Linked DNA regions of Sus scrofa: regions 1, 2, 3, 4 and 5 are each linked to region 6. The links are chromatin contacts, called in public Hi-C and HiChIP or PLAC-seq maps. All regions are on one chromosome and are shown on one strand. Each heading gives the region's core, a stretch centred on a gene start, on an enhancer-like site or on the middle of the called end of the contact. The rest is flanking DNA. Distances are from core to core; before and after follow the strand shown. Region 1 overlaps TNIK (TRAF2 and NCK-interacting protein kinase). Region 2 has its middle 8.2 kb from the start of TMEM212. Region 3 overlaps TNIK (TRAF2 and NCK-interacting protein kinase). Region 4 overlaps TNIK (TRAF2 and NCK-interacting protein kinase). Region 5 overlaps TNIK (TRAF2 and NCK-interacting protein kinase). Region 6 overlaps LOC106507999 (a long non-coding RNA gene).

What was found. A called contact is a pair of places that touch in the nucleus more often than the background predicts. HiChIP or PLAC-seq counts read pairs in DNA pulled down with a chosen protein or histone mark.
Region 1: an H3K27ac HiChIP or PLAC-seq map of alveolar macrophages shows a contact between it and region 6. The contact joins two enhancer-like sites. A contact is called at or near these places in 1 of 47 Hi-C or Micro-C datasets (embryonic fibroblasts) and 1 of 2 datasets of contacts at active chromatin or transcription factors (alveolar macrophages).
Region 2: a contact with region 6 is called in an H3K27ac HiChIP or PLAC-seq map of alveolar macrophages. The contact joins two enhancer-like sites. A contact is called at or near these places in 1 of 47 Hi-C or Micro-C datasets (embryonic fibroblasts) and 1 of 2 datasets of contacts at active chromatin or transcription factors (alveolar macrophages).
Region 3: a Hi-C map of skeletal muscle shows a contact between it and region 6, with 2.9 times the contacts expected there. The contact joins two enhancer-like sites. A contact is called at or near these places in 1 of 5 promoter capture datasets (liver), 14 of 47 Hi-C or Micro-C datasets (alveolar macrophages, embryonic fibroblasts, epiblast stem cells and 9 more) and 2 of 2 datasets of contacts at active chromatin or transcription factors (alveolar macrophages and skeletal muscle).
Region 4: a contact with region 6 is called in an H3K27ac HiChIP or PLAC-seq map of alveolar macrophages. The contact joins two enhancer-like sites. A contact is called at or near these places in 1 of 47 Hi-C or Micro-C datasets (heart right ventricle) and 1 of 2 datasets of contacts at active chromatin or transcription factors (alveolar macrophages).
Region 5: a contact with region 6 is called in a Hi-C map of skeletal muscle, with 7 times the contacts expected there. The contact joins two enhancer-like sites. A contact is called at or near these places in 1 of 5 promoter capture datasets (liver), 10 of 47 Hi-C or Micro-C datasets (alveolar macrophages, embryonic fibroblasts, epiblast stem cells and 6 more) and 2 of 2 datasets of contacts at active chromatin or transcription factors (alveolar macrophages and skeletal muscle).

Annotation. Positions count from the first base shown.
Region 1 is chr13:109,845,392-109,849,912 of Sscrofa11.1, forward strand. The region is part of intron 2 of TNIK (TRAF2 and NCK-interacting protein kinase); the gene reads right to left. Among named protein-coding and RNA genes, the nearest start is that of TNIK, 200 kb to the right of the region's middle. Within about 2 kb of position 2,115, at least 14 of the 83 cell types and tissues checked have an H3K27ac peak or open chromatin away from gene starts, as enhancers often do. A contact at or near this core is called in alveolar macrophages, where this site is marked.
Region 2 is chr13:110,403,938-110,408,458 of Sscrofa11.1, forward strand. No RefSeq gene overlaps it. Among named protein-coding and RNA genes, the nearest start is that of TMEM212, 8.2 kb to the right of the region's middle. Within about 2 kb of position 1,699, at least 10 of the 83 cell types and tissues checked have an H3K27ac peak or open chromatin away from gene starts, as enhancers often do. A contact at or near this core is called in alveolar macrophages, where this site is marked.
Region 3 is chr13:109,760,338-109,765,077 of Sscrofa11.1, forward strand. The region is part of intron 7 of TNIK (TRAF2 and NCK-interacting protein kinase); the gene reads right to left. Among named protein-coding and RNA genes, the nearest start is that of SLC2A2, 150 kb to the left of the region's middle. Within about 2 kb of position 2,599, at least 13 of the 83 cell types and tissues checked have an H3K27ac peak or open chromatin away from gene starts, as enhancers often do. A contact at or near this core is called in skeletal muscle, where this site is marked.
Region 4 is chr13:109,687,442-109,692,477 of Sscrofa11.1, forward strand. TNIK (TRAF2 and NCK-interacting protein kinase) reads right to left here. Exons shown (of 30, transcript XM_021071173.1): 17 at 3,373-3,536; 18 at 1,206-1,303. Among named protein-coding and RNA genes, the nearest start is that of SLC2A2, 76 kb to the left of the region's middle. Within about 2 kb of position 1,375, at least 13 of the 83 cell types and tissues checked have an H3K27ac peak or open chromatin away from gene starts, as enhancers often do. A contact at or near this core is called in alveolar macrophages, where this site is marked.
Region 5 is chr13:109,734,575-109,739,329 of Sscrofa11.1, forward strand. All of the region lies in intron 12 of TNIK (TRAF2 and NCK-interacting protein kinase), which reads right to left. Among named protein-coding and RNA genes, the nearest start is that of SLC2A2, 120 kb to the left of the region's middle. Within about 2 kb of position 1,262, at least 6 of the 83 cell types and tissues checked have an H3K27ac peak or open chromatin away from gene starts, as enhancers often do. A contact at or near this core is called in fetal skeletal muscle and skeletal muscle, where this site is marked.
Region 6 is chr13:110,126,657-110,131,583 of Sscrofa11.1, forward strand. All of the region lies in intron 5 of LOC106507999 (a long non-coding RNA gene), which reads left to right. Among named protein-coding and RNA genes, the nearest start is that of TNIK, 77 kb to the left of the region's middle. Within about 2 kb of position 1,900, at least 10 of the 83 cell types and tissues checked have an H3K27ac peak or open chromatin away from gene starts, as enhancers often do. A contact at or near this core is called in alveolar macrophages, fetal skeletal muscle and skeletal muscle, where this site is marked.

The DNA of each region.
Region 1 (4,521 bases), core at 865-3,364, 280 kb before region 6:
AGATTTGAAAATAGCAAGGAATGTCTTTATTCTACTTACAAATACTTCTGGAGAATTCAGTAGAACAAAACATATAACTAGCTGGCCTTCCACTGTTTCACTAACCTCTTTTTAAAAACATACAACTTTCACACCCCACTCCTGGTACCAAAACAAAACGAAACAACCCCCCCCCCGCCCCCGCCACACACACACACACACACACACACACACACGAAGAAAAAAAAGCAACCCATAAAAAACAAAAAGAAAAACCCCACACACAACTGGCAAAATTATGATGTTTCATAACTTTTAGGATTTGATCATGGCTCAGATAATCAGCCATCTCAACCTCTCTTTAGATTTCATCAAAAAAAAAAAAAAATCTGCTCTTAACTCCTCAATTCATACCAAAATACAAATGACTAGTAACACATTAAGTACCCTCCTTCATAAGAATTACATTATTTTAAGCAATAAATAATAGTAACTTCTAGTACTTACAGAACAACACAACAAAGACATTCTGGAACTCATTATACTTATCTTCTTAATGTGGGGTATCCGTTATTAAAAGCATTTTAAAGAATAAAACCCCAAAATAGTCTTTAAATGATGAACTGATTTTCTTTAAGCCCATTCTCCAATTCTTCTGACCCCAAAGACCACCCACGCTCTTCCCCTATCAGGCTGTCACAAGACAAAGAAATGATGAATTAATTTATAGGATTTCAGGCTTTACCTGGATGACTGGAGAAGTCAATTCCTAGGGTTTTAATATTTGCTCCCAACTTTCTATTAAACCAGACTCCCTGCACCTGTAAATTTCGTTTCTGGGTATATATCACCAAAATAAGCTAAGATACAACCATCACCCAGAAGTTCACATTGCGTTGATTTTAACAAAACCGTAAGCCTCTCTTTTCGATGGAAAACAAACTATGATATTATTATGAATCACATGTCTATTACTGGACAAAAACTCTCAACTACTGACCAAAAGAGATGCATTATCTAGCTACCCCTTTCCAACTAAGAGCTAAGTCCTAAATAAAAAAATAAAATAAAAAAATCTCAGTTTCATAACTCAATCCATCATATTGTGATAAAGTTTGTGGGCAGATAACACAATAGAGATCCTGAAAGGGATGTGCAAAATATAAGCACAAAAAGTCTATTTGGGGAAAATATGATTTTTCTGTCTTCAAATAAGGAAGATGAGTATTTTCTCATTGGGGGTATGGTAATGGCTTTGGGAATTGTGGTCTGAAAAGCACAATGAAAAGGAATCTAGCATGTAGATTAATCATATGGCTTTTTGCAAAGATTCAAAATGAGGAAACCTTTGAATGCACTGAAGATCACTTAGAATCTGCAGTGCTCATCCTGCCTCAGTTCCATCCCCCAATTTTGGTTCAAAACATCTTATTCTGCCAGGCTAAAGCTGGTTTTGAAGTTGAAATGTGTTTTGCTTGATGCCAATTTAGTTTAGAAAATAAAAGAGCGAAACTCTTGAAAGAAACGTCTGGCTAATAACACCTGATACAGGCAGAGACACTATTAATCATGCCTTTGGTTTACAGAAAATCCCAGGTTCAAATAAATCCAAAAGATCCCTCAACGTCTATCGCCTGACTCTGCATGAAGAAACAGTAGATTTTTCTAAAGCAGCCTGGGTGACAAATGCTGTCTGGTTATAAGCGACGCTCCTGACTTAGGTAGAGCCAAGGCAGTTTCAGAATCAAACTACACATCATCTTGAAAGTACCCTGTTTTGCAAACACCGGATACAAGCTTTAGCTATTTTTCTATGCACCCCCTAGACATCACCTGCTCATCAACAGATTTTAAAACATCTTGCAGGGGCAAATGTCCAAAAAAGGTGTTCACAGGTAGCCCAAGTACTTATCTACTCTACTCCCTCTTCAAAAGCAGTGGAGAGTAAATACAAAGTGGTCTGGTAAGTCAGGAGATGAGGTGAATTCAGGCTGGGCTGTGACTACAGGCAGAAGAATGGTTTGTGTCTCAGGCCCAAAGGAACAAAGCTGATTCTGTTGTGTATCCTCAGGTGCCATAGCTCATAGCCCCAGGAACCTCTAGACACCACAGGGGTGGCTGCTGCTCAGTGTTTCAGAAATGTCCTTCCGTTGAAAGGACACTGCAAAGCCACAAACACCACAAGAGTTTGCTCTGTACTTTCTAAGCCCTCGACGGTTTGAAATTTGACACATCTCCTTGGGTTCACAGTCACAGTGGGTACTGGATTATTAGTTCCCCGTGGAACCAGAAGGAAGGTGGGTCTACAGAACCACAGAAGGGCCCTGACAACAAAGTATTCTGAGCAGCCCTGGAGACAGACACTTACTGCATGGCCGTGCAAGGAAAGAAAGAAGGAAAACGTAAATCCCCACAAGGCCAAAAGGAAACATGTCTGTGGCCTCACCACTTAGCCAGTTTCAAGTATGGCTGTTGTTTCAAAATGTTTCCCAGTCTTGTTTTCTTCCTCCATTATTTTCTCCTACTTCACTGCATGTGAGAACTGAAAGCTAACTATTAGAAATTCTCACACTGCCAGAAATTCAACAAATGAATCTGCAATTCCCAAGGCCCAGGGCCTAGAGAAATACCAGCTGAGAATTAAAATAAGGAGAAGGAAAAATCTATAAAGAGGTTAATTAGCTTATGTGGTACAGTCGGGGATATAGAGCATTTTTTTTGCTGGGAAATAGCCAGGGTGTGCCCCTGGGGAGACGCTGGCGTCTTAACCAAGTGAGAGGCTTGGGGAGCTCTTCTCTGCAATACCTCACAAGCACTCAAACACAAAAGCCACAGACATGCAGGACAAAGGCTCATGGGCAGCTTGTTCATGAAACCTCGGGAAACACTATATTCTCCCCCAGCCAATTTCCTCTAAGCTTCGAGGTCAGACAAAAGTTTGAAGAGGGTGAATAACTGAGGGTCATCTGATTTACTTCCTACTGACACAAGAGAGAGGCCATTTATTCCCACGAGTGGGGATGGATGGATTTGGAACCATCCCCATTCTGATGGCTGGGCTTCTCTATGACAGCAGAAGGGCATCTGGAAGAAGCCTCGCTGGGATGAATGGGGGTAGGAGGCCAAGGATCAAAGTAAACTAAATGCTCACACAGGACAGTACAATAACTCTGGCCTCCTTTAGGCAGAGACAGTTGTTCACACTTCACCAAGGAGTGGATGTGTGACCGACAGTGCATGTTTTCAGTTTGGTGTGAAAAATCAGGGAAAAAAACAAAAACAAAAAAACGAGCTCTGTCACTGAGAGGGATACTTTGACTTCCCCTGGTCTGAACATCCTTTCCATTTTTCTTTAAACTTGAACAGTACCCACCATGAACTATTTATTCTAGCTCTAAAGTGGAGCAGACAGGATGAGCGGTTGCACTGAAATGGTCGGGAGAAAAAGGAAGCCATGAAGGAGGCAGCCTTGACCTGTTCCGTCTCAGTGGAAGGTGCCGCTTGCCCCCGTGTGGCTCTCGGTGGAGGTCCTAGAGTGTTTGAAGAATCAGGGAACTGTGTGTGGGGAGGACCAGGGCGTGTGCTGCTCTGGGGCTGGGAATTCACTTTCCCCATGCTCAACAAGAAGCAAATTTAAGCCAATGACGTATACCTGTCCCCATTAGAGCAGCACATGAATTTACTCAGCCTTGCAGGCATCCAAATCCCAGCTAGACTGCTACCAGCCATGTGCCCCTTAGTCACCTCATCTAAGAATAATAACAGCTCCCAACTCAGAAAGGCACAGAGAGTCCATGTAAAACACAAAACAGATACTCACAACACGATGACTCTCCTTTCTACCGCAGCCTAATTTAATTGTATTTATGCTCATCACAGCCCTCTGTCCTTGTGATCTGTCTTCTCAGTATGGAAAATAACACTTTGATGATAATAAAAGCAACCTGGGCATCACAGGTACTTGAAAAGCCATGCAGCTTGTAAAGCCCAGCCTGGGTTCCCACGGGCACCCGAGAGAGCCGGGGGGCCATCAGCCCAGAGCACCCTCCTTGGGGAACATTATCGGTGCTTTTGATGTGATGTTCTGGGGGCCAGCATTCCTGCTCTTTCACCCCAGCCCAGACTCTGATTGCACCGCACTGCCCTTGGGGAGTGATTTCCACATATGCTGCCTGCCGGCAACACAGCTTCTCCAAACACTTCTGCAATACTCACTGCTGGCTGGGGTTCTGGTTTCACTACTGATGAATCTCATTGCAAAGGTTACCAGTCAGAGTCTGTTCGGGTTTTTGCAGTCTGAGACTGTCCCTTACCACTGCAGACAAACATATCACCTGTGCTTACAGACCAGCGCTTTTTTACCTTGTCTTCATTTTTCCACCACAGAGATGACTGATGCCCTGAGATCTCATGGAGAGTAATGGCAACAAAATGAAAAGCATATGTGTCATCTCAAGGAAGACATGTGGGCAGTAAAATATAGCTGTACCAAGGCTTCGCAGCCATAACTCTTAATATTTCTGTGCAACTGGAAATGATTAA
Region 2 (4,521 bases), core at 449-2,948, 280 kb after region 6:
GAAATTTGCATTTACTGTGCATAGCCTTGCCTCTGGACCACAGAACATGTGCCCATTTCAATATTTAAAAAAAATGTATTATTAGGAAACATAGAATAATAAAACAAGTAATGAGACCAAAGGGTAGGAATTTGGCTTTTATTTTGCTTTTGGTAGAGAGATTTTGTCTCAATCTTGGAACAAATTTGAACATTGGAGGTGGTTAAGCTATAGGCTGGAAACAATTTTTAAGAAGAGCAGGACTCATATTCACCTCTTTGGAGTTATACAAATGAAATCTGCTTAGAGGATGGAAAGGAATGGAAGAGATTAGAGGATGACATTAAAAGATCCTATAGAACAGATATTTATTAAAAACATTAGTTAATATAGCATTATGAAAAATGAAGGGTAAACATTTCATAATTTCTGTGTGTGTGTGTGTGTGAATGGCAAGCCTATTTTCATAGCTCTTACTATTCTTACGCCTACACACACACATGTAAACTTACCTGTAAATGGTCCCTTATAGACTTGGGTCTGACTAGAGATGGCAGAAACTTCCTTGGCACTTATTAGCATTGGGCCTCTCCTTCCTGCCATTCACTAAACATTGATTTCCAAAATGGATTTTTTCAAAACTTCTTCCCCCTCTCCCTTTTAGAGAAAATAGATAATTTTCTTAACACATAAACACTTCTTACTTCAAGTTTATAAGAACATGGATCAGGAGTTTGACCTATCACTTTCGAAAAACTGCCCATCTTTAACATGGAGTCAGGCAAAAGAAATGCAAAAATAATAGTGGAAACTATTTCACATGATCACTGAGGCTGTAAGGAGTGGGGAAAGGAGAGCCTCCATGAAGAGAGAATTGGTAGAAAAAGTAGAGTTCACTCTGTTTTAAAATATCCTAAGTGAATATGGTATAAAAACCACAAAGCATAGTTTTATCCTCAAAGGATGTAAAGGAAATAGAATCTTTAGGAAAGAATGACTGTGTGCTAGGGAGAGAGTTGAAAAGTATATTTTGCAAGAAAGTCAGACTTCAACTCAGAACTCGGCTTTTTCAGCTTGAGGCCAAGACTATAAAAATTAGAAGAAACCCTTTCTTTAGGACTAGATTGAAGGGTTTATATTATGCATCCCAGCAGCCAGCTTTGCATGACCTGTTTTCTCTCCCTTTACTCTAAACTCTGTAATGGTGATTATAATTTTCCCATTCTGGGCTTAAGGCTGCCACTTTCTTTTGTGCTGAAAACCCAGGACTGTTATTAGCATGGTTGCATGATTGTTGGCCTTACAAATAGTTATTCATAAATACCAAAGTGGAAAAAAAAATCATGTTTAGCAACAATATACTAGACATTGTTTTATTACATATATCCAGTCCAGAAGATTTAAAATTCAGATTAGATCATTATCACATATGTAATGGGTAGAATTTGGAACATCTATGCTGAGGTTTATACCAAGTTGATCTGAGTTGAAAGAACTGAGTAATAATGTTGAAGAGTCACACTTAGCTGAATTTAAACCCTTTAAAACTTAACACATGAATTGAAAATTTGCCCTCTCCCTAAACTATAAACTTCTTGAAGCATGACTGGTCTCTCCCTGTGGTATTATCTTTCAATTTTGAACAACTGAACTAATCTAAGTAATGATTCATCTGTCACTAGAGGGGGTTGAAGCATTTCTGTCCTCTGTTGCCACAGAGCAAGAAAGATTCTAGAAAGTTGTCCTTTCTCCCACTTGGTATGTGTGGGAGTATCAAACCCCAAATAGAGCAGTGCTAAACTTTTTTTTTTCATATTTTGTTTTTCTATAAACAAACTTTATCTGTGGCCTTGTAGCAGACGGTCAGTTCCAGGAAACACACGGCTAACAATGTCATTCCCCTTGTATTGCACGTAATATAAAAACAGAGTTTAAGTAAATATTTGAATTAGGACAATTTGAAAAATTTAACTTTGGAGTAGCCTTTCCCTGGCATGTATTGATCACTTTTTCTAGAGTGGCTCTTTCTAATATGCTATCCCTACACCATTTAAATGAAGCTTGTTCAGTGTAACATATAATATATTAGCAGAGTATAATCCTAGAAACTCAGCATTTGCAGAATGGAACTGCAATTAGGAGATTCAACTCCTGCTGCATATCAAAGAAAAGCTGATCTATAAATAGCAGTAGAGCAACACCTAGTGCTAAGCACAGATATAGCAGAAAGATCTCAGTCACAACCATCTTATTAGGCCTTAGGTTTTATACTGAATGGATAAACAACAAGGTCCTACTCTGTAGCATACGGAACTATATTCAATATTCTATGATAAATCGTAATGGAAAAGAATAGGAAAAAAGAATGTATACCTATTCATAACTGAATCACTTTGCTACACAGCAGAAATTAACACAACATTGAAAATCAACTATACTTCAATAAAATAAATTTTTAAAAAGTTTTAGTTTATGGTTGCAATAGGATGACTCTTTTCCTTGGTATTTTAACCATGGAATTATTCTGTGAAATGACAAGCCTGGACTGGCTGGTCTTTAAGGTTCTTATAGACTCAGTGTGTGATCCTGCAGTTGGGTTATTTTTATGTACTTTTCATTTTCATTGCCCTACATTCTTCTTAGTGAACTTGTCCATTAGATAAAGGAGGCTTGCTTAGGCCTAGCTTTTACCTTTTATGTCAATTAGCTTTGCGTAGATTGTGAGAAAGAAGCAGAAGTGTTTATGTACTTGGACAATGCCATGAGGAAGTTCCAAGAAATGCCCTTTCTCTTCTTTAAAAAAATAGTAAATATATACATATGTACAAACTAGGGTAGGATACCTCCATTGTTGAAAAAGGAAAGTGTGGGCCTTTGTATGAAAAAAATGATCCCACATCTGCTAGTAGTAGGTGGTGTTTATTCTATGCTACTCAATTCCTTATGTCATAAGGACGCACTTCTTTTATTATCCTATCTCAGAAGAGATCACAATATCATCTGTATGGAAATACAAAAAGAGCATAAGTTTTCATAGCCAAATTCTCTGGAGCACAAGTTTTCTATGTCTTTGTTATTTCATTTGTCTATAGACCGGGGAAAATACTTACTATTTATGGAAAGTGGTCAGATAAAGAAATAGATAAAACCTTTGAATATGCAGAGATACATAAAAACCGTTAAATTAGATAGATCACCATGAACATGAACTGCTTTAAAAGCTGGCATCACCAGTGGAGGAAAAATGTGCATGAGAGCTTTCTTTCAGAGGCAGAAGTTCCTGCTGGACTTAAGCAGTTAGTCTGTGATCTTGTGTCTTTTCCTTTAAAACACACAATGTCATGTGGCAGTATGTCAGGGGCTGGTGTCCTCAGGCCAAAAGAATCGCAGGATGGTGACTTCAGGGTGCCTCTCCCATGATCTGCATACAATGCGGAAGTGTCACAGTGCAGTCTCACAGCTGGGTGAGCTAACCGGGAAGCTTTTCCTTGTGTTTCTGTGTGGATTTTCATGGAGAGGGGATGGAGAGATTTAAGGTAGCAAGAAATTAAATATTTTTAGGTGAAAGCCTGAAGAGCTAGCTTTCACAGCAAAACAGTCTGTATAAACTAGCGACTGTGATAAGCAGTGACTTCATAAATTCATTCATTCATTCATCATTTCTAAACATCTACTGTGAGTCCAGCACTGTTGTTGGCTCTGGGGTGTTGTAGTGAACAAAACAAAGTATTGGCCTCTGTGTCCAACTAGTTTTCATTCTAGTTCGGAAGACGCATAGAAATCAAGTGAGCCAAAAGCTAGGAAGAATAAAATCATGTGGTAATGAGTAAGCTCAGAAAAAGGATGAAGAAAAGGTTGACGAGGGCTGGTCTGTGATGAGGGGCCCTTTGAGCAGAGGCCTGGATGAAGCAAGGGAGTGAATCAGTGGTTTGTACATACTTAGTTTAAGTTGCTTCCCTATATTTTAAAATATATAGGAAATGAGGCTGCTGATATTTCAACTGTTGCTCGGAAAGCTAGGTAAGGCTTTGTTTTCTGACTAATCAGAAACTGGTTTCAAGAAGTTCACTCAACCTAGTCCCTTTTGGCCAGTGGACGGGGATTTGCTTTTGTGTTCTCTGCCACGTCCACATCCTCATTAAATTCTCATCTCTCCATTTATCTACACCAGGAACTCCATGCCTGAAAGGTTTGCTATCAGTTCCCTCCCAGCTTTTCATCCCTTTTCAAGAAGCTGGGAAGGAAAAGTGATTTGGTTTTATGTTCCTTCAATCCTTGCCCTCCTTAGCCTCTGCTGTGCTTGTTGACAAGTTTTCATTATTTTATAACATAGTCACCAGAGCTGGGCTGAGATCACCAATTTGTTTCTTGGAGCCTTTGAATTGTCCAGCTGGTGGATGTTGGCTTCCATTTACTGGCTATTTGTGTGCCACAAAGGTCAAAGTGAGGCTCCTTGGAGGAACTCTGGGTGAAATCTGTCCAGTAAGAACCAGTTGCCCACTGCTCATACCAGATAGAGGGGAAGCTCTAGTTGGAAGTTCC
Region 3 (4,740 bases), core at 1,349-3,848, 370 kb before region 6:
GAATCGAGTGATTCTGCTGTGTGAACTGAGGTGGCTAGGCTCTAAGCCCCTTCCTGTGCAGTAGGCTCCAAGTTAAACAGCCTACAAGTCTAGGAAGCTGGAGCTGGTTTGAGAGCCAATGCAGCTGAAAGGAAATGATGGAGCTGGTCTGAGAAGGCTCCAGGCCAGTCCTCAGATGGGGAAAGAAAATGCTCAGAAATTCAGGCCAACTCCTGCCTTTGGGTCTTTGCCCCAGGTCTCCCCTCTGCCTGCAGCACTGACCCCACTTACATGCTAGCGTATTTCCTCTTCTCGCTGAAGTCTGTGCTCAAATGCTGGTTCTCAGTGAGGATGACCAAATCTCTCTCCCAGCACTGCACCTCCCCTCCCTTTCCCACATTTTTCCCCCAGAGAACTGATCACCTTCTAACAACTGTGTAATTTACTCATCACTCAATTATTATGGTTTTTGTTTATTGTGTTCCCTGCCCCCAACACACACGAACACACACACACAATTTCCTTGTCCTCTACTTTTAGGTGAGACTGGCTTTGTCTGCCCAGTTTAGTCTTCTCTGATTTCCAAGGGCAGGGAGCTTGGTTTTGTTCACTGGTACACAGTATCAGAAGTTGCCTGGCATACCAGGCACTTAATATTTGATGAATGAATGAACAAATGAAAGATACACAAGAGAAAGGAGCAAAACCTAAGTGTTTTAAGGCCATTAGACTGTCTGTGGATCACTTAGTCCAAACTTTTATTTCACAGGTGAGAGAAAAACGACTTCCCAAGATCACAGAGCAACTCAGCCCCAGATTGTACTCAGGGCCAGGTCTCCTGCTTTCCAGGCTAATTCTTTTACAACTGTCATCACAATGTAAAGAGCTGAGAATTCACTTAAAAAAATACAAAACCCAAAAAACTGGGAGTTCCCACTGTGGCTCAGCAGTAAAGAACCCAACTAATATCCATGAGGACTCGGGTTTGATCCCTAGCCTCGATTAGTGGGTTAAGGATCCAGCATTGCTGTGAGCTGTGGTGTAGGCCAGCAGCTACAGCTCTGATTCGACCCCTAGCCAGGAAACCTCCAAATGCCATAAGTGTGGCCCTAAAAAGCAAAGAAACGAACAAAAAAAGGGGCCCACAAAGTAATTGCTTCAGACTCCTACTTTGTTTACAGATGACTTTAGGTGCCGGTGACTCAAAGGAAAGTGCCAAGATGCAGTGAAGCACACTGCAAACCAGGGTTCCACTTCCTAGAGGGATGGTAAGTAGTCTTTTAAGTTAGATAGACCTGGATTCAAAGCCGGGTTCCTAATTTTACTGCCTCCAGAAGACTGCTCAGAGTTAGCTTTCACACAACAGAGGCAACTGTGACGGGTATGTACACAGGTGCACTGCCTAGCTCAAAATCTGGCACATAATAAGCTCAAGAATATTAATAATTTCCTTGTCCTTTTCTGTTAGGTGAGACTGGCTTTGCCTGCTCAGTTTAGTCTTCTATGATTTCCCTCTATTCGATTGTGGCAAGTACTGTTTGTTGGCTAACCCAACAGGCATTTCAATTCCTATTTCCCTTGCTGCATTTCAGAGGACAGGAAAGTTAAACTTGTGTATCTAGATTTTCCTGCAGCTAAGGATGACAATTAAAGATGTGACCTATTTCTGGCCAACAAGACCCAGGCAAACATCTTTTGGGAGTTTCTAGGAAAACTTTAGCTTTTCTTGAAATGTGACAAACACAGCCTGTGTCTTGACAACTCTCCTCTACTTTGTGCCTTGGATAAAAACATGTTACCTGGAGCTATAGCATCCTTCTTGCAACCATGAGACAATAAGTCAACGTATTAATGACAGGGCAGAAAGGAAAGCACCTGGGTCCTGAGGACATCGATGAGTCACCACACAAACCCCCGAATACCTGCCTCCAGGCTTTGGTGACATAAGAAATGTAAGTACAGCTAAATGCATTTCCTAGTGATAATATGTATACAGCGATAATTCGCAAAGCATATTTTGACAGTAGGGAAAAGGAGAGGTCCCACTTGTGAGGTGATGCTGGATTTATCCCACAAAAAGCAGGAAGGGTTAGTGAAGGGAGATGTTTCCTTTATTCAGTACCCATCCTCTCAGATCCTCCTTTAGGGTGCTTCCTCCAAGCCTCCCAAATAATGCCTTCAAACCAAAGGTCACAGCATCCCAACACCTGCGCCTCCTTTGTCACGTGACCAGCCAGAAATGACTTCTTCGTTAAGCTTTTGCTTGATATTATCATTAGGATTTTTTTTTTTCCTGGGATTCCAGAAAATTTTCCAAAAGGAACATTTATATTCCTGGCCATATCCACCCAGAGCTGCTTGCAAGCTATGCTTAACTGCCCATGCCAGAAAGCAATAAACGTCCTTGACGGGCCTTGTTTAAGCCTTTGGATACATTAGCAACTCCCAGAGACACTTCAGAACTTAAATACGGGAGAAAATGTTCCAATTACAACTGGCAAGACAGATCACAGGGGATGAGAGAGGGAAGAGGGAGGAACAAGATGAGGAGAGAGTCGGGAGAGATAAGTTTCCTTCGTGGCCGTGGTGTGACTCATTTTGGCAGGAGGTGGGTAATACATTATTCGAGTGGTGCTGTGCAGCCTGGCCTGTGGCATGATTAATAGCCCAGCCCTGTGTGCACTGCAAACAGAACAGAGACAAATTCTAGTGCCTCTGAGAAGGCAGAGGCAAGCACACAACTTCTGGCTGGTGTTGGGGGGCTGGGTACAGCTGGCACAAAGGCACAACGAGACAACATTCCTTATGGGGCTGGGTTGCCCAACAAGTGAAGAAAAGAACACTTTTAGGTTGGCTGAACCAGCCACACAAGGAAAGAGAGGCAAGGTGGCCCAGAAGAGCCCCAGAGCCAGAGAGAACACGAGAGGCAGAAAAGGCAAGCCCTTCGACTCCTCTGACCCCATTTCCTCACCTGTAACACGAAGAGAACCTATGTCACAGGGTTAATAAGAAAATTCAATAAGGTAATGTGTGCAAAGTGCATAACACTATGCTGTGTCCGTAGTCCGTAGTCCGTAGTGGGTATTTAACAAGTGCTGGTGCAGATAGATCCTGGGTCCAATGATCATTGACTGGCAGTTCAAGCCTCAAATCTGAGCCAATGAGCTCTGGTATTCAAAGAAGTTGCTGGGGTGACACGGGAGTACACAGAAAGCTCAGGGGAAGCCAGCAGGGAAGGGCACGTCCTCCTCCCCAAGGCTGGCAGCCCACCCCCACTGGCAGAGCAGAGTAGTAAGCCAGAAGGATAGGCAGAAATGGGGTTAGCTGAGTCCTAGCCCCATCATCCCATCAAAGAAGGCAGTAAGGTGGTCAAGAGTGGACAGACAACAGCTTCACTACAGGTACAACTGGCACAGTAGATTCTACCAAGTTTCGCCAAGACCAAGACACCAGTCTACTTCACCAAGACCGGAAATTGGCCTTTCGTCACTTATTTATTATCCTCTTTTTGGAAAAGTTCCAGCTGGGACAAGGAAGTTAAATTTACTGTATGTGCTCTAAGGGCAGCCCCTTAAACTAGGGGTGCAATTTATAAAGAAGTAGATCCTGGTTCAACAGGAGCCGACAAGTGAGATGTATAATACAAACAGGAGTTCAAATTCTATAATACTGATGGGTTTTTTTTAGGTCCAAATGGCTCCAAATGGCAGTGCCTTCATACGACCTATAAAAACAAATATTAACTATCATATATTGAGGACTTACCAAGGGTTAGGCACTGAATTCATTCCGTTATTTATGTTACCGCACTTATTCTGACATAGCCTTGTCATATACAATTTGTTAGTCCCACAGAGGCTTAGAAAGGTTGAGTAACTTCCCTGAAGCAATACAGTACAAGGGGGCGAGGTATACATTTTACACCAGTCCTGTCCAACTTCAAAAGCCTGACTCTCATCCAGTACTTCACGTACTTATATACTACTTTCTATAGAAACAGAAGGAGGGTGGAGAGTTCAGGGTCACTGAGAATGCTGGAAGAACGGCGTCTTCTCTGCGCCTAGGGATCAGCCTGGAGCCCCATGGAGGTGGTACTGCTATGTCTGACTAAGGAATCCTGTACAAATAGGTGTGAACATGGAGCGTGTTTAACAGAAATGTGTTTCCACTGATAATAGCAGTGTAGACGCGTGCATCATCCTTCTTACTGTACGGGGACTGGAGCTTTGTTGTAGACAGAGGCCAGGCCTCATTTGAGAGGTTCTTTCTTTCTGCCATCTGAAAAGCATCCTCCCACGTGACACTCACATGACTGCCTGCACCTCAGTGACCCTACACCAGACTAGTCAGGTTGCTCTCTTCATCTTCAGCCAAGCCTCTTACCTAGAGGAGCTCTTTCCAACCTCCCTGAATAAAGCCAATTATCTGTAACCCAAGAGAATGAGTACTTGCTTTGCAGCCAGAGCACAATATTCACCCAAACCCTGCAGGAGACACCAATGCCTGCAAATCCTCAGCACCTGGGTGCAAAGTCTCATAAACAGAGTTTAGGTGAACAATAGACAACATTAACACAGATAGGGACAGAGGATGGGGGGTCGGGTAGAAGGGCTGTGTGATTTCACTGTACTTCTCTTGCTTTACTAAATTCCCAACATGACCAATTGATGTTTTAAAAAACTAGGACAGGACAGAAAGATATACAAATAAAGTTTTAAGTTCTCTCTCCACTTGCCATGGGGTAGGGGAGAATAAGACTCT
Region 4 (5,036 bases), core at 125-2,624, 440 kb before region 6:
TTGAGAGCTCAGGCTTTGCTATTGGAAGGTACTGGAATGAGAAACTGCCAATAACAAAGCACGAATGTTTCCCTTTAGCCGGATGGGGACATTGGGAAAGTGATATTTTGGCTTAGGAGAAAGGTCTCAAGCTTTTACTCAGGTCTCTGAGGGGTTCAGCTGGCTTCTGTTGACCAGGCTCTCCTCCCGGCAGATCACTCCCAAGGAATGAACTTTAATTTGCAATCCAACTGGCCACCTTTCTGAATATCAACCGTAGGGAGTCAGTTTATAGTTACACCTTGTGAAAGCACGACCAAGAAAAGGTAATACTAACCTCATCTATAGCTTTCTTATAGCTCTGATATAAGAGGAACCCAATCCAGAAGAATCCATAGGAGGAGGAGAAGCCAGAAGAAAGACAGCAGGTTAGACACAAAATGGGAAGTGTTAAGTCACTACACAACTGATAAACGCAAAAGGCAAGAAGAACCTCCACCCCAAATGGTGTTACCCTCGCTGTCCTTCCTTACTTTAAAATGTAAAACTACAGCGTAAACCAAAATGCTTTCAAAAGTCATTTCACAGAAAAGATTCTTGGAGAATTTAAACAAAAATAAGTGGCTAGTAACTCATCTAAATTATTTTCCAACTTTTCAAATTTCAGCCTCTAGGTTCTTATTTCTTTCTTTAAGGCTATTTGGGGTCTGTTGTGTTACAGTAATGAAACTAGAGCTCAAGTTGTCAGGCCCCCTATCAGACCATGCTTATCAAGTTTTGGCCCAGAAAATATAGTGCTAGAGCAGCAGAAATGCAGCAGAAAAATTGCAATACTAATTCATATGGAAAATAATGTGGGGCAATGCCAGAATAGGGAAGAAAAATGCATAGAAAGTGCCCAAATCTTAACTGTTATTTTCAACATCTTTTTGCCAAAGCTGCTGAGTAGACATTGGAATGATATGAGTTATTTCTCTTTGTTTTATTCTCTAACATAGTGCTCACGATCAGCAAAATACCCAAAAGCAGATAAGCAATCCAAGACCTGTTCAGTTCTTTCCTAATCAGGTGTGACTTCCTTCAGGTGCTTCTAGCATCTATTCTTCTTATTCATCTCAACAATTTTTGTCTCATAGTCATGAGCGTATCCCCAACTACTTCATCCTGCAGGTTCTCTGGTAAACGAAAGGAGTTCACCACTTTTTGAGATTTTGAAACACACTCACAGCTGGTCGACTAGGTCGGGTAATGTCCCTGGATTCTTCTGGTTTCACCTTGGAAGGTTCATGGGGGAGTACAGGTGATCCTTCCGACTTACTGTTGGCTAGAGAAAAACATAGAGGGCCAAGAGAGATAATGACAGTCAGAGAGTGCTGGTCAGTGCAGGAACTCTGTGGTGAGTCATCCTTTGGAATGACTCAGCGGGACACATCATTCACTTAGGCAAATCCTCCCAAGCGCAACCGTGAGAAAACAAAAACAAAAACACAAAACAGTAAATGTTCAGGCATACAAAATCAGCCAGGCACATTTAGGCTTGTAACCTGGAAGTCACTGGTAATAATAAGAAAAACTAGCAACCACTACCGTTCAACTGAGCGCTAATTATGGATCAGGCTTACTGCTAAATGCTTTCTATGTCAATTGTCTCATCAAATCCTTGCTTCAGCCCAATGACGTGGCATTGTTTTTCTATTTCACAGCTGAACACCATCTTAAAGAGATGACACAACTGGCCTGAGGTCACACTGAAATTGTGAGCAGAGCTGGGATTCTGTCTGATTTCTCAAAGTCCCATTCTCAATTATTATGCTAAACCAACCCCGGAGAAAACATTCTTTGATTTCTTCTTTTACCATTTAATTATCAGGATAAGTTTTTTTGTTTTGTTTTGTTTTTTATAAAATGTAGTGGGGAAAGTAGAAATCTGTTTTGTTTGGAGGAATGGTTTTTAAATGGTGGGAAGAAGGGGTAGTTGCCTGGGTCCCTTAAGGAAGAAAGAATGAGGTGGGGGCAGGAAGGATAAAGGGGGAGGGCCCTAGACCAGCAGTGAAGTGCATCCCTCTGACTTCTGAGTTTATAGGTAGAAAAGGCGCAATCCAGGGTGGGAGGGATTCTTTTCTTTGGTTTTAAAGTAGCCTTTCCTGGGCAGGGACACACCAGGAATAGGAGAGTGTTTTTCATCCAGAAGAACTAGAGGTCAAAGGGAAGATGATAAGAACTGAACTTGAGCCAGATCAGAGAATTAAAATGATATGCTTAAGTCTGGTCATCTTTAGTATTTACTCTAAGGGTATTACGTTTCTTATGGATAGGAAAAAAAGGTAAGGGAATGGCAGCTTTCTGAAGAAAGTATGTTTCTATTTGGATCAAGGCAACAAAAGTATACACAGCTGTGGGCTATGCCACTGATGTCAGAAGAATGCATCTAACGGCAGCCACAGGCCAGTTCATAACCCAATTCAGAGACACTAGCATTGCATGTCTGACACCTACCTTTTTAAAATGGACATACAGTGAATTTATTTATTTAAAATCTTAAAAACATATCAGAAGGTGAGCTACGATTGTGTCTAATAACGAAGCTAAGAAAGAAAAAAGAACTAGTGGTGTTCACCAGGAAGAGTAATTTATAAGTGTTTTTCGAATTGCAGTTAAAAATTTCTGGGTTTTTATTACTTGGAAGCAAAATTATCTTCTGAAGAAGGTTATGCAGGAAGAGTACATTTTGATTAGCTGGAAAAAAATAGGTTGCCATGTATAACTAGCTGGACTTATTAAAGTTTTTCACAAGCTTCCTCATGAATGAAAACCAAACAATGGAGAATGACTTGAATTAAATGGTCAGAGAGGCTAATTTTTACCTCTCTAATAGGAATAACCAGAAGAGTCAAATATATTTTCTAAGTCAAAGATTTTATATCTTCTCTCAAGTGTATATTTATTCTACATTAGCCTTCATTTAATTTCACTTTGAAAAATACCTGGCATTATGAACTATGCTCAGAATATAAAAAGGGACTACTGACACAAGGGGAAAAGGATACTTGAGGTCCATGAAACTCTAACCCAGCAATCAAATGGAAATGGAAATTCAGGTGACTGATGATTACATTTTCAAATAAGACCAATATCCTGTGATCTTCCTGGAGAACACTGGTATCCACACTTTGAAAGGCTTTAGTCCACACTGATGTCACATGTATAACTTGGGATGGTGGCTCACTTCCCTAAGGAGACTGAGGCTGAGAGCAGTTAAGGGGCTCTTCAGCATCACACAGTGGTGGCCACTCCAGCACCAGAAGTCGCAGAAGTCAGGAAGCAATCTGATGCCCTCTCCATGGTGATCCTCTCCAGAGAGTGCTGTCTTGGAAAGGCAGGGGAAAGCTTTACCTCGAACTCTGGTCCGTTCACTGGATCCTGCTTGCGATCCAGGCTGAGACCCTCCTTGGGAGCTGGGCTGGGAGCTAGGGGTGCTGGAGCTGGAGGAACTGCCACTGCTGGTCCTCTGCAAGGGGCTCTCCAAGACAGGCTCGGTTCTCCGGAGGTCAGGGTTGCTGCACAGACAGCAAAGCACACACCACTCTCAAGACCGTGTCACGGGTAGACACAAGCATAGTCCAATACCATCCGCGGTGCAAAGAGGTAAAGGGAGCACTCATGTGACTTTGCAATAAAGAGGTCAATGGTAATGTTAGTCATGCTACCCTCTGTGGAGCTTCTGGCTGGATTCTGCATCTGGATGGGATGAACTCTTGACCCAACTCTTGGGTCATCACATCAAACACATTATCTCTGAAAAGGTGAGTCTTCAAAGGAGGCTTTCTTTTAAACTCCCTTTCCTGTGCTCATTGTAAAACACTTGAAAATATTAAAGCTAAAAACAAGGAATAAATGCATGTAACCTCTGAATCAAGAGATATTCAACAATATTTTACTATATGGACTATTATCTTCTAGTCTTTTTTTTTCTTTTGTACTTGTGGAAGCGTACTGTATGTTCAGCTTTGCATCTTGTTTTTTCCCCTTAGACTGCATTATAAGCAGCTTCTTATGCTTCTAAAAACAGCAGTGGCTGCATAGTATTTAGTTCATCAAATAGAAGAATTAGTTCAACCATTCTTCTATCATCAGGTGCTTTCAATACTTTGCTGTGCCACAGAACACTGTAAGAACCATCTGGATGCACACAAATATTCAACCATATCTTTCCTGGAATTGGAATTCTTGGGTGGAAGGGCATGAATTGGGGTACATATGTGTGCATGTATATGTATGCAAATGTATAACCATACTGCCAGTTTTTGCTGGAGTGTATGAGACATCCACCTCACTGTAGTCTTTCCAGGCTTTATTACGAACAGCTGACTAATTTGTTTAAAAAAAGTCTTTTATTGCTTTAGTGCAGTTTTAAAAAATTACTGTTGAGGTAGAAAAATTTTTTTTCACATTTATTTGTTATTTATAACTCCTCCTTTGTGAGTTACCTAAGTTCTTTGCTCACATAGCTAGCAGTATCTTTGCATTTTCAAATGTCTTATGGGAAATCTTTACACACTGTGGTTACTATCAAAGGGAGGTGTGCTTAAAAATAATTATTAAGTGCTAACTCAAGAACAAATTCATTTGTTGGCAGGCGAGCAGCCTCCACTTGTTATAAACCTTACTCTGTAATTCATCCTCATATCTCTGCTACCCCCCAAATAGGTCCGATTTATTCTCTCACTCGGTCTATACCAGGCACTGAGTCGGGCCTTTGAGATACGGTAATGAACAAGACATAGCCTGTGCCCTCTGCCAGCTCAGCCAGACACAGGACCGTCTCCATTCATGCTGTGGCTACAATGAGCACAGAGCAGTGTGGGAGCACAAAGCAGGGCCCCTAGGCTGCTTCTGGTGATGACAGGGACTGTACAGAAAGGGAGACATCTAAGCAGTGGTCCTGGGATCAACTGCTGAGGATTTTATGATCCTGTTATAAAAATGAGCAGCATTCTGGAAGTTGCCACTAAGCCCTTCCTTTTAAATTTATAACGCATAGACCTTTCCATTTTTTC
Region 5 (4,755 bases), core at 12-2,511, 390 kb before region 6:
TAGTACAGAATTTGAAATTCCTGAGCCAGGCTTACAAAGCCCTGCAACACTGTGCTGTGGCTTTCTTGCCTAGCATCCCTGCGGGGCCCTCTCACTTTCTTCAGCTGCATGCTGACCCTCAGCCCTCCAAGCCAGGTGAGGTTCCCACCATTCTTTTCCACACTAGCAGTCTAGCAATGACCATGAATGGTTATTTGGGTGGTCATTTGCCTAAAGGCTGTTTCCTTCTCATCTTCACAAGGGCAGACCATTCCCAACGCCCAGCATAGTTGCCCGCATAGTGGAGCTATGTTCACTAAATCTGTCATGTGACTGCCTGTAGGGATAGGAAAAAAGTTTTAATTTTGTTGTATACTTAAAAACAAAAAACAAACAAACAAAAAAAACCTTGAGTTGAGCCCAGTGTCCTTGAAAGACCTTGTCACCTGCAGTAAAAAAAATTAGAGGCTCATAGGAAGTTTTAGACTCAAGGTTCCCATTCTGTTCATCAGTGCTCCACTATAGCTGGCCAGTAAGATATTTAAACAATTTTTTTTCAAGTGACAGAATGAAAGCATGTAATCTCTTTCAGCTAGAGCTGATTGTTTTTACAACTGGATAACATTACAACGGACGTGAGGGCATCTAGTGAAATCTAGGTGGCTTAAAGAACTGAACACAATTCTCCAAAGAATAAAACTTACTACCATGGGCCAGAATGGTATTCCTGGGATCAATGTGATTCACTTCTGTGACTTCGAGATACTCTGCCCAGAATGAAGATACAGAAGGCACTCAGGAAGTTGAAATACATATGTTAACCACTAATATTACTTCAAAACTCTTGAGCAGAATCAAGCCATCACCACAAATCTGCTGCCCAAGGACAATCTGCAAAGATGACCAGAGTAGGCACCTCAACACCTCAAGGTCCTGACTCCTGGACCCTAACTCTGTGATGAAGGGTAAAACAAGCTGTGTATTGTCCAGGCCAAGTGACAGAAATGTGTTGAACTGAGTAAAAACAGAAGAAGCCCTCTTGGTACTTTCTTCTACTGATGGACCCATTCACTTCCGCTGGGTTTAATCAGATTCCTGGAATTTGGTTATAAATTGTACTTTATCATTGGTCAAAAGCAGAGTCATGTACCTACCATTTAATTGGCCTGAAACCACGTCCTTTTCATGAAGCTGATAAAAGACTCCATTCAGTGTACAGTGAGAGTCCTTCTAAGAATATACACATACTGATTTAGCAAACCACATGGTTACCTATAAATAGCAAAGGACAGGCAGGGATTCCTTAGAAATCTCTGGTAGGAGGTGACATCTGAGATCACTGAGAAAGTTGAAGCCAACATGGTCCCGTGTCACCACAGCGGTGTCTGAAGGGCCTTTATTTGGACAAAGGAATGTATTTCCCAGGATGCCAGCACAAGGCCACCCGACCCATAATAAAGTGAAATTCACAAGCCTAACACTGGGATTTAACTGCTTCTGTGTGACAACGTAGTGCAAATTCCTACTGGGGACAAGAAACACAGGTCACCGTAGGCCAGGGCAACAGATATGGATGGAATGCAGCAAGAGAAGGAGGTGGGAGAGGAGTCCCCAGCGGGGACAGACATTACTTAGGGGTTCAGAACTTACAGCCATCTGAGTATTTTTTCCCCTCTATTAAGCAATAAGGGTAAGATAAAGGATCAAAGATAAAGCCAGTATAATCTCTGATGCCCTGTGGCCATAGCATTCCCACTTCTTGTGAAAAGCCAGGGCACGTGCACACCAGTGCGTAGTGCAAAGTGTCTCTGTGCCACCTTCCATGTGCCCACGGGGACATAGAGGGTACACCTCTCTGGACACTCCTGCCCCACTCAGTCTGAGCTCTGACTTGTGTCTAACGGAGGGACTCCTGAAAATCCTGCAAAAGAACAGATACAAGGAGGCCTTGGCAGAAGGTCTGACTGGGTCCTGAGAGCCAGAATCCAGCTCAAACATGAGCACCTGCTGGGCGTGGCTTCTTTGACCTTGCTCAGAAATCCTTAAATTCTCAGCCTTAAAAGATATCAGAAGCAGAGGCCAGGGAAGATGCTGGAAAAGCATGCTGATTCTTGCTTACCAGGGGAGAGGCAGCAGAGACTCAGTGACAGTGGCTGGGTTCTGGAGTCCAATCCCCTAGATTTGAAATTTGGTTTTCTCTAAAGCTATGTGACATTTAGCAAGCTGTTAACCTCTCTGAGACTCAGTTGCTTTATCTTTAGACTGGGGAGTTTTGTGAGGATTCAATGAGACAATTCACATGAAGTACTGAACAGAGTACCTGTTTAATGGTTAAGTGCTTCCTAACTGTCAGAAATTGTTATTCTAGCAATTTGATGAAAAAAAAAATCATGTTTAAGTAAATCACACCAGGTATGTGGGGAAGAAAATCTAAAAAATAAAAGAAAACAATACAATGCATCCTCTGCTTACGTACCAATTGAGAGTCTAGGTTCAAAGGTCAAACATTCTTGTATTAAAATTAAAAAAGAAAAAGACGGAAATGCGTATAAATGTGTGTGTACATATATGTGTGTCTGTGCCGAGGTACATGCGTACATGTTTGCATTCTCAGTAGGTTAAATGTTTTCTGGGATGACAGTGGGGATTTTCTAGGATTACATGGTACGTGCCTTCAGCCTGAAACTAAGTGTAGCAAATCGTGAAAGAAGGAGCCCATTAGCCACACAGGGGAAAGGCAGACGGTCAAGATTTCCAGGGTGTGATGCTCCAGTGAGGTGAGGGCCTTGGGAAATGCTCTCAGAAGGAATAAACCACAGGCCAGAAAAGAAGCAGGAAAGGCAGGATTCAGGGCAGAGCCTGAGAGGGGAGAGAGGTTTGATCAGAAGTCGAAAGGAATAAGCTTTGCATCCAAACAGCAGAGGCCCTTGGTCCTCCAGAGACTGAAGGAAACGGTGCAGCACTTGGCTGGGGGCTGCACAAGAGGCTGCAGCCGGCCCGGTGGGCAGAAGGAGATGATATCCAGGCACAGCTGCAAAGAGCTGTCTGAGAATTTCTACTTGTGCCCAGGAGAGTAACTGGAGGTGATGCAGGCGCCTCCACTTCTACACTTCGTACTTCACTTCTGAGAGCTGGCTAATTTCCACCCACACCTCCCATCACCCTGCCTTTGCCTGCTCCTTTGAAGGCTTCTGCCTGCAGCCCTTCAGTGCTCCTGTCTACTCCAGCAGATTTCTGAGAACAGACAACGGCAGGTGAACCTCAAACCTTTCATGTACTGAGCATCCGTCACACGGACAACATCCTAGACTTAGACTGGAAAGCACTTCCTTTGCCTACTGCTGTCTGCAGATGTTTACAAGGTTCACAGTTCAAGGCTCTGATTACACACCTACACGTACTGCCTGCCTCAGGGCCCACACAGACGCAGAGCAAGGAGACCTGGGTGCAAATCCCAGCTTTGTACTTAATGGCTCTGCCACCTGGGACCAATTACTTCCATTCCCTGAACCTCAGTTTCCTTTTGTTAAATGGGGATTTGTGTACTCTGCAGGAGAGATAATGGATATGTACAAAGAGATGATAATAGGTGAGATCCTGGGTATAAGCCAAGCACCCCCGCTACCTGGCACACTAAAGTCACTCAATAATTGTAACTGTTGGGTATTATTGTTGCTGGTCTGCATACTAATATTCCAGGGACATAATGAGGTTGATGGGATTTATGGCAAAAACTGGAATGGAGGCCCTCACTGATTTAAACTGGGAAGGCTGGACGTGGATATACCATTTAAAAAGCAATCTGCTCCTGGAGTCTGCAATTCACCACCCTCTAGTTGCAGTTGCCACTTGACAGAGCAAGTGAATTGCTGTAAACTGTTAATGGGGAGCAAGATGGTGTTTGGGAAAAAATTACTATCCTATTACTGTGCAGTTAGTGAAACTTTCATCTGCCATCCAACTTCCCCAACAGCCAAGGTCTCTCAGCTTCCTGTCTAGAGGCTTTGATTTATCTAGCAGAGGAGAGAGGCCCCAGACCAAAGTTCTGGGAGGGAGGCTTTAATAAACATCTGTAAGACCCCATGGGTGAGAGCCTGGCCTCAGGACATGCCATGCAGGAAAGCATGGCTGGTGGCATGGGTTCCCACACAGATGACAGTAGACCTATTGAAGGCAAGTCTTGCCCACAAGATACAGGTCGGCCCCGGGCCTTGAGGCCTGTGTGGAAGGACTTGTGAAATACTTTCTCCAGTGTTCAGAAGAGTAGCAATGGAGTAGCAACAGACCAGCCCTGCTTTTCCACATTTGACATTTCACTTCTATGCCTATTCACTGTGATCTAGCTAACACCTATATTTCACTTCTCAATCACAGACTTGTCCATTCAAATATTAGTTCATTCATTCCACGAATATTTAGGAGGCATCTATTGTGTGACGGGCATTGTTTTAGATACTAGGTACATGACATAGAGATACGTAAGGGATAAAAGAGACAAAAATCCATTGTCCTTGGGGAGTTTGCATTCTAGTGGGGAGAGACAGACATATGAAAGAACATATAGATTACATGTGGTGGTGACAAGAGCTCTGTGAAAAAAATAAAGCTGGGAAGGGCAACAGGACCAGCTAGAGGGAGGGGTTGTGATTTTAAGAGAGGGGGTCAAGGAGGCATCAGTGAGAAGGAGATACCTGGGCAAGACTTGAAGGGGTTGAGACCTTCACTGGCTTTTCTGATGTGACCACACCAAGGTCACAGCACCTCCAGCAAGGGAAG
Region 6 (4,927 bases), core at 650-3,149:
TGACTCTGCAGCAGCTCAGGTCACTGCTGTGACACAGATTAGATCCCTTGCCCAAGAACTTTCGTGTGCTGAGGGCATGGCCAAAAAAATATTTTTAATTCTAAGAAACATTCTCTTTCACGAAATATGAGTATAAACTATATATAATTTTGTTACCTGCATTTAAGCATTTTCCAAGTTATTAAAAACTTCATAATAATTATTTTATCATATAAACACACCATGCTTCTTTGTCTCATCCCCAATTGTTGGCTCTGTGTATTTACAACTTTTTACTCTTACGAATAATGCTGCAATAAATCTTTTTAATTCATTCGATTTGCCCACAGATTTTATCTTACCCCAGTTGCCTTCATAGGATTGAATTTTCCTTATATTAACATACTGGCATAAACATATTTTTCTTTCTTACTATATACCAGTAAACTGAAACTGATTTTTTCTTTTTTTTAAATACGGACCCTCTCTCACACTAAGATTTTCTAGTAAGACTATTAGGCTTTTGAAATAGCAAGACAATTGTTGGTCACAGATTGGAGCCTTAGGTCATTCAGTCCTGTGTCTATGTACAGGGAGGTAGCTGAGACCCATAGAAGTGGAATGACGTGCAAGGGCACATAGTGAATTAGTGACCAAGGTGGAAAAGCAACTTTATAAATACTGCCCAAGGACTGGGAGCTTTGGAGGATTAGGAAGCAGCAAACAACGATAGGGCAGAAGATAGAGAGTTGCCGGTATAGTGCAGTGGATTAATGATCTGGCTTGTCTCTGTGGAGGCGCAGGTTCGATCCCTGGCCCAGTGCAGTGCGTTAAGGATCTGGCATTGCTGCAGCTGTGGTGTAGGTCCCAGAAAGGGATTTGATCACTGGCCTGGGAACTTCAATATGCCCTGGTGCAGCCAAAAAAGAAAAAAAGAGAGAGAGAGAATGAAAAAAGACTTAGTTCTAGAAGGGGAAGGAATAGCAAGATGGGTAGGAGAGAGGGAAGGAGGTTTGATTAGGGAGGTAAAGAAAACTGAGTTCAAGGATGGCAGTGTAAAAAGAAAAAGTTAACATATAGAGACTTCGATGGAAAGGGTTCTCAACTTTGGTACTATTGGCATTTGGGCCAGATGATTCTTCGTGGTGTGCTATCCTGTGCATTGTAGGATGGTTAGCAGCATCTCTGGCCTCTACCCCCCAACATCCAGTAGCAACTGGGGCCCCCAGTTGTGAGACAACCCAAAATGTCCCCAGACATAGCCAAAAGTCCCCTGGGGCAAAATCACACCAAGCTGAGAAGCATGGCTGTGTGTTATTGTTCTCTGATGCCACTACTGGAGAAACACCTCCCCCATTTCTTATTTTACTGGAAAGGAATCTAAAACATCTCCTGAAAGAGGGAATTGGAAGCAAAACATTCACATGCAGTTTATAGAATGTCCCCAAACAGAAAGGCAAGGAGAGAAAATCATTAAATAAAGCCCATTTTTCTGACAAATAAAATGAGACCGGAAATATAGAATTTGCTTTAGGCACTGGGATGAGTCAGAGAGAAACCAGTAAGAGAAACATGAACTTAGCTTCTGACCTTTAGAAAAGAAGAACAATTTCATCACTAACCCTTCCCCAATTTAATCCTGGATCTTTGTGAGAACAAGGAAGAAAATCTCCACTAGGAAATCTGCTGTGGAAGCTAATGAAATGTCAGGAATTGGAAGTAACAGGCAGAAATTTTTCCTTTCTGTTCTGAAGGACAAAAGCAAAGGGTGGAAAGAGTTAGAGTCTCTGATTCAAAAAAAATAAATAAAAAAAATTAGCCATTGTTAACCAAGCATTATAAAGTGCCTTATATACACACTCTTTCCCTAGAGCCCACATCAGCCCTTGAGTCAGGTCCTATTTTTATCACTTGACAGATGAGAAGCTAAGGGTCAGAAGTTAGGTAACTTGCCCAAGGTCAGTTAGCCAGGTGATGAGATTAAGATTTCAAACCAGGCTTGTCTGATTACCAAGGCAGGGCAGTAAACTGTCAGCACCCCTCCCCTGCCATCAACAGCCTACTCCTATAAGATTGCTACTCAGTCCCACTTCAGGGTGTTTTCTTAAAAAGAAAAAACCATAGTTCACCTCACCATGATCATGGGCAAGAGTACTGGGCACTTCACTGGGCACTTCCTGTAACAAGAGTCTAACCTGGAGGCTCTTTCCCAGGAGTTCACCTGCATCTGAACTGTGTGGGAAGAGCAACAGAATATGTCTCACTAGGTGCTATCAGAGTCCGGTCCCCAGCTGGTACCCATTCTAGTCCTCTGGCTGCCTTTCACAAAACACAAAGCTATCTCCCCAGCTCCAGCCCCGAAGAGCCACAGCTGCCCTGGCCCAGCTGGCCTGCTCTCCTCCTGGCACAAAATGCAGTGATTCCTTCTTTCACAAACACAATTAGAGCATTTCTGTCAGACTTTTTAAAAGACTTTTTTTTTTTTGATGTAAAAAGAATGAAATAATGCCATTTGCAGCAACATGGATGGACCTAGAGATCATCACGCTAAGTGAAATTAAGTCAGACAAGACAAATATGATATGATATCACTTATCTGTAGAATCTTAAAAAAATGATACAAATGAACTTATTTACAAAACAGAAATAGACTCACAGACATAGAAAACAAACTTATGGTTAGGAAAAGGGAAAAGGGGAGGGATAAATTAGGAGTTTGGGATTAGCAGATACATACTACTGTTATATAAATTAGATAAATGTCAAGGACTTACTGTATAGCACAGGGAACTATATTCAATATCTTCTAATAACCTATGATGGAAAGGAATTTGAAAAAGAATAGATATATATGTATAACTCAATCATTTTGCTATATACCTGAAACTAACACAACATTGTAAATCAATGATACTTCAATTAAAAACAAGACTGTATTTTAGATAAGTTTTAGATTCACAGCAAACTTTAGGTGAAGGTACAAAGATTTTCCATAAACCCTCTGCCCCCACATGTTATCAACACTTCCACAAGAGAAGTGCATTGGCTATAATTTATGAACCTACATTGACATGATATAATCACCCAATGTCTGTAGTTCAAATTAGAATTTATTTTTGGGGTTGACTTTTTAATTTCTTAAGAACTTTTGGAATTGTGTTTGGGATTTTTAAAAAGAGCTACTATGGTGTTGTATTTTAAAAGCAATTTTGTTTCCACTGAGGGAGGGCTTCAGGAGGCAAGAGCTGGTTTTCAAACCTTTCCCTTCAAGCAGAAATATTCTGTGAGTTCTTGGGGTATGCAGTACAGATATCACATGCCTTCCGTGCATGGTTCCCAGGATGACAAATAGATATGTTGAGGATAATAACAGTAACAACAACAAGAAACAATGTAACCTGCTTACTCTGAGTCATGTACTCTTAGACATGAGCCATACACTTTTACACTTTTACACATGAGCAAACTGAGGTCCAGAGAAGTTCAGTCACTTGTCTGAGGTCACACAGCTAAGAAGTACAAAACCTTAAAAAACAGAGGAGCGGAAATCTTTCAGTATAATTAAAAAAAAAAAAATTTTCTTCTTTCAACCACCTGCATATGGGCGGTTCTGAGAACACAGCCTTGTTTCCTTCCACAAATATTTATTGAAACCCTACCATGAGCCGTTCAAAGAAGGGTGGTGAGATCAGAGTTCCTAGGCTGTGATTTCAGCATTGGATAGAGGCGTGCAATGGTATTAGAAAATCTTCGCAATGTGAAAACAAGCTCTCTCCTACTTAGTGCCTCCACCTGGCAAACCGATCCCGTTTGCCTTCACAGGAGGAAGCGACAGGGCTGACACCTATTGTCTGTTCATGTTCATCCACTCAACCCTGGACTCTCCCTCCCCTCCCCCCCCACACACATGAAATGCTCCACCTGGTGAACAGTGCCCCCCTAAATGCCAGGCCTCATGGGCATGGACACTCCTTATCCTGCCCATCTTCTCTGTGGCATTTGACACTCTTACCAACTTTTTCTTGAAACTCCCTTTTCTTGAAACTCTAATGACTTTCCAAGACCACCCCTTTCTTGTTTCCCTCCCACTCCTCTGCTGCTACTTCTCAATATCTTTCATTGTAAGTAATTTCAAAACATGGAACTTTAAATATGCTTAATGCATAATTAACTCATAGTGGTTTTGATAAACTTTATCTGCATCATGCCAAGGGGTGAGCATGGGAAAAACATCGCAAGGAAGGCTCACAGCACACCCTGCGTTTGCCCACCGGTTCCATTAGAAGATGTGTTCCAGCTCCAGCATGGTGTTGAGCTTGGCTCTGTCTCTTCTGGGCACTCACTGTGAACCTTCAAAGCAGGAGCAGCAGCTCATTGTTTGCTAGGAACTATATTTAGGAAAGGCAAAGCCTGCTGGGTGTGGAAAGACTGCTGGTTTAGGCAGAGGGTCAGACTTAAAGGCCTAGACCTGTGAACACTTACTTCTTGGGTGTTAAGATTTTAAGTGTGTATTTTGGAACAATAGGACCCCAGCTTCTGCTGGCCCTAAAGGGTTACAGATTTTCCCTTTCCGTGACAGATTGTACAGCTACATCCCAGAAGACATAAAACTCCTTCCAGTCATCCCAGATTTAGGTCCATAGATTTCCAGTTATAGAAGAGAGCCATTCTGGGTAACGCAGCAGATGTAAATTGTGTGCCTGCATTGATTTCGCATTAATTTCTCGTAGGCTATTTCCATGGTGCTTAAATACCACTTTTTAAAGCTTTTATGGTATTGTATTTTAAAAGCTGATTTGTTTCCACCTAAGAGCAGGCTCCATGAGGCAAGAGCTGTTTTTCAAACCCTTCCTTCCCCTTGTGGGAAAGCATTTTCCCTGGTAAAGAATTGTCAATAATGAGCTGTCTGTTTGCACAACTCCTGCGTGCATATTCTTGTGATGCTTCT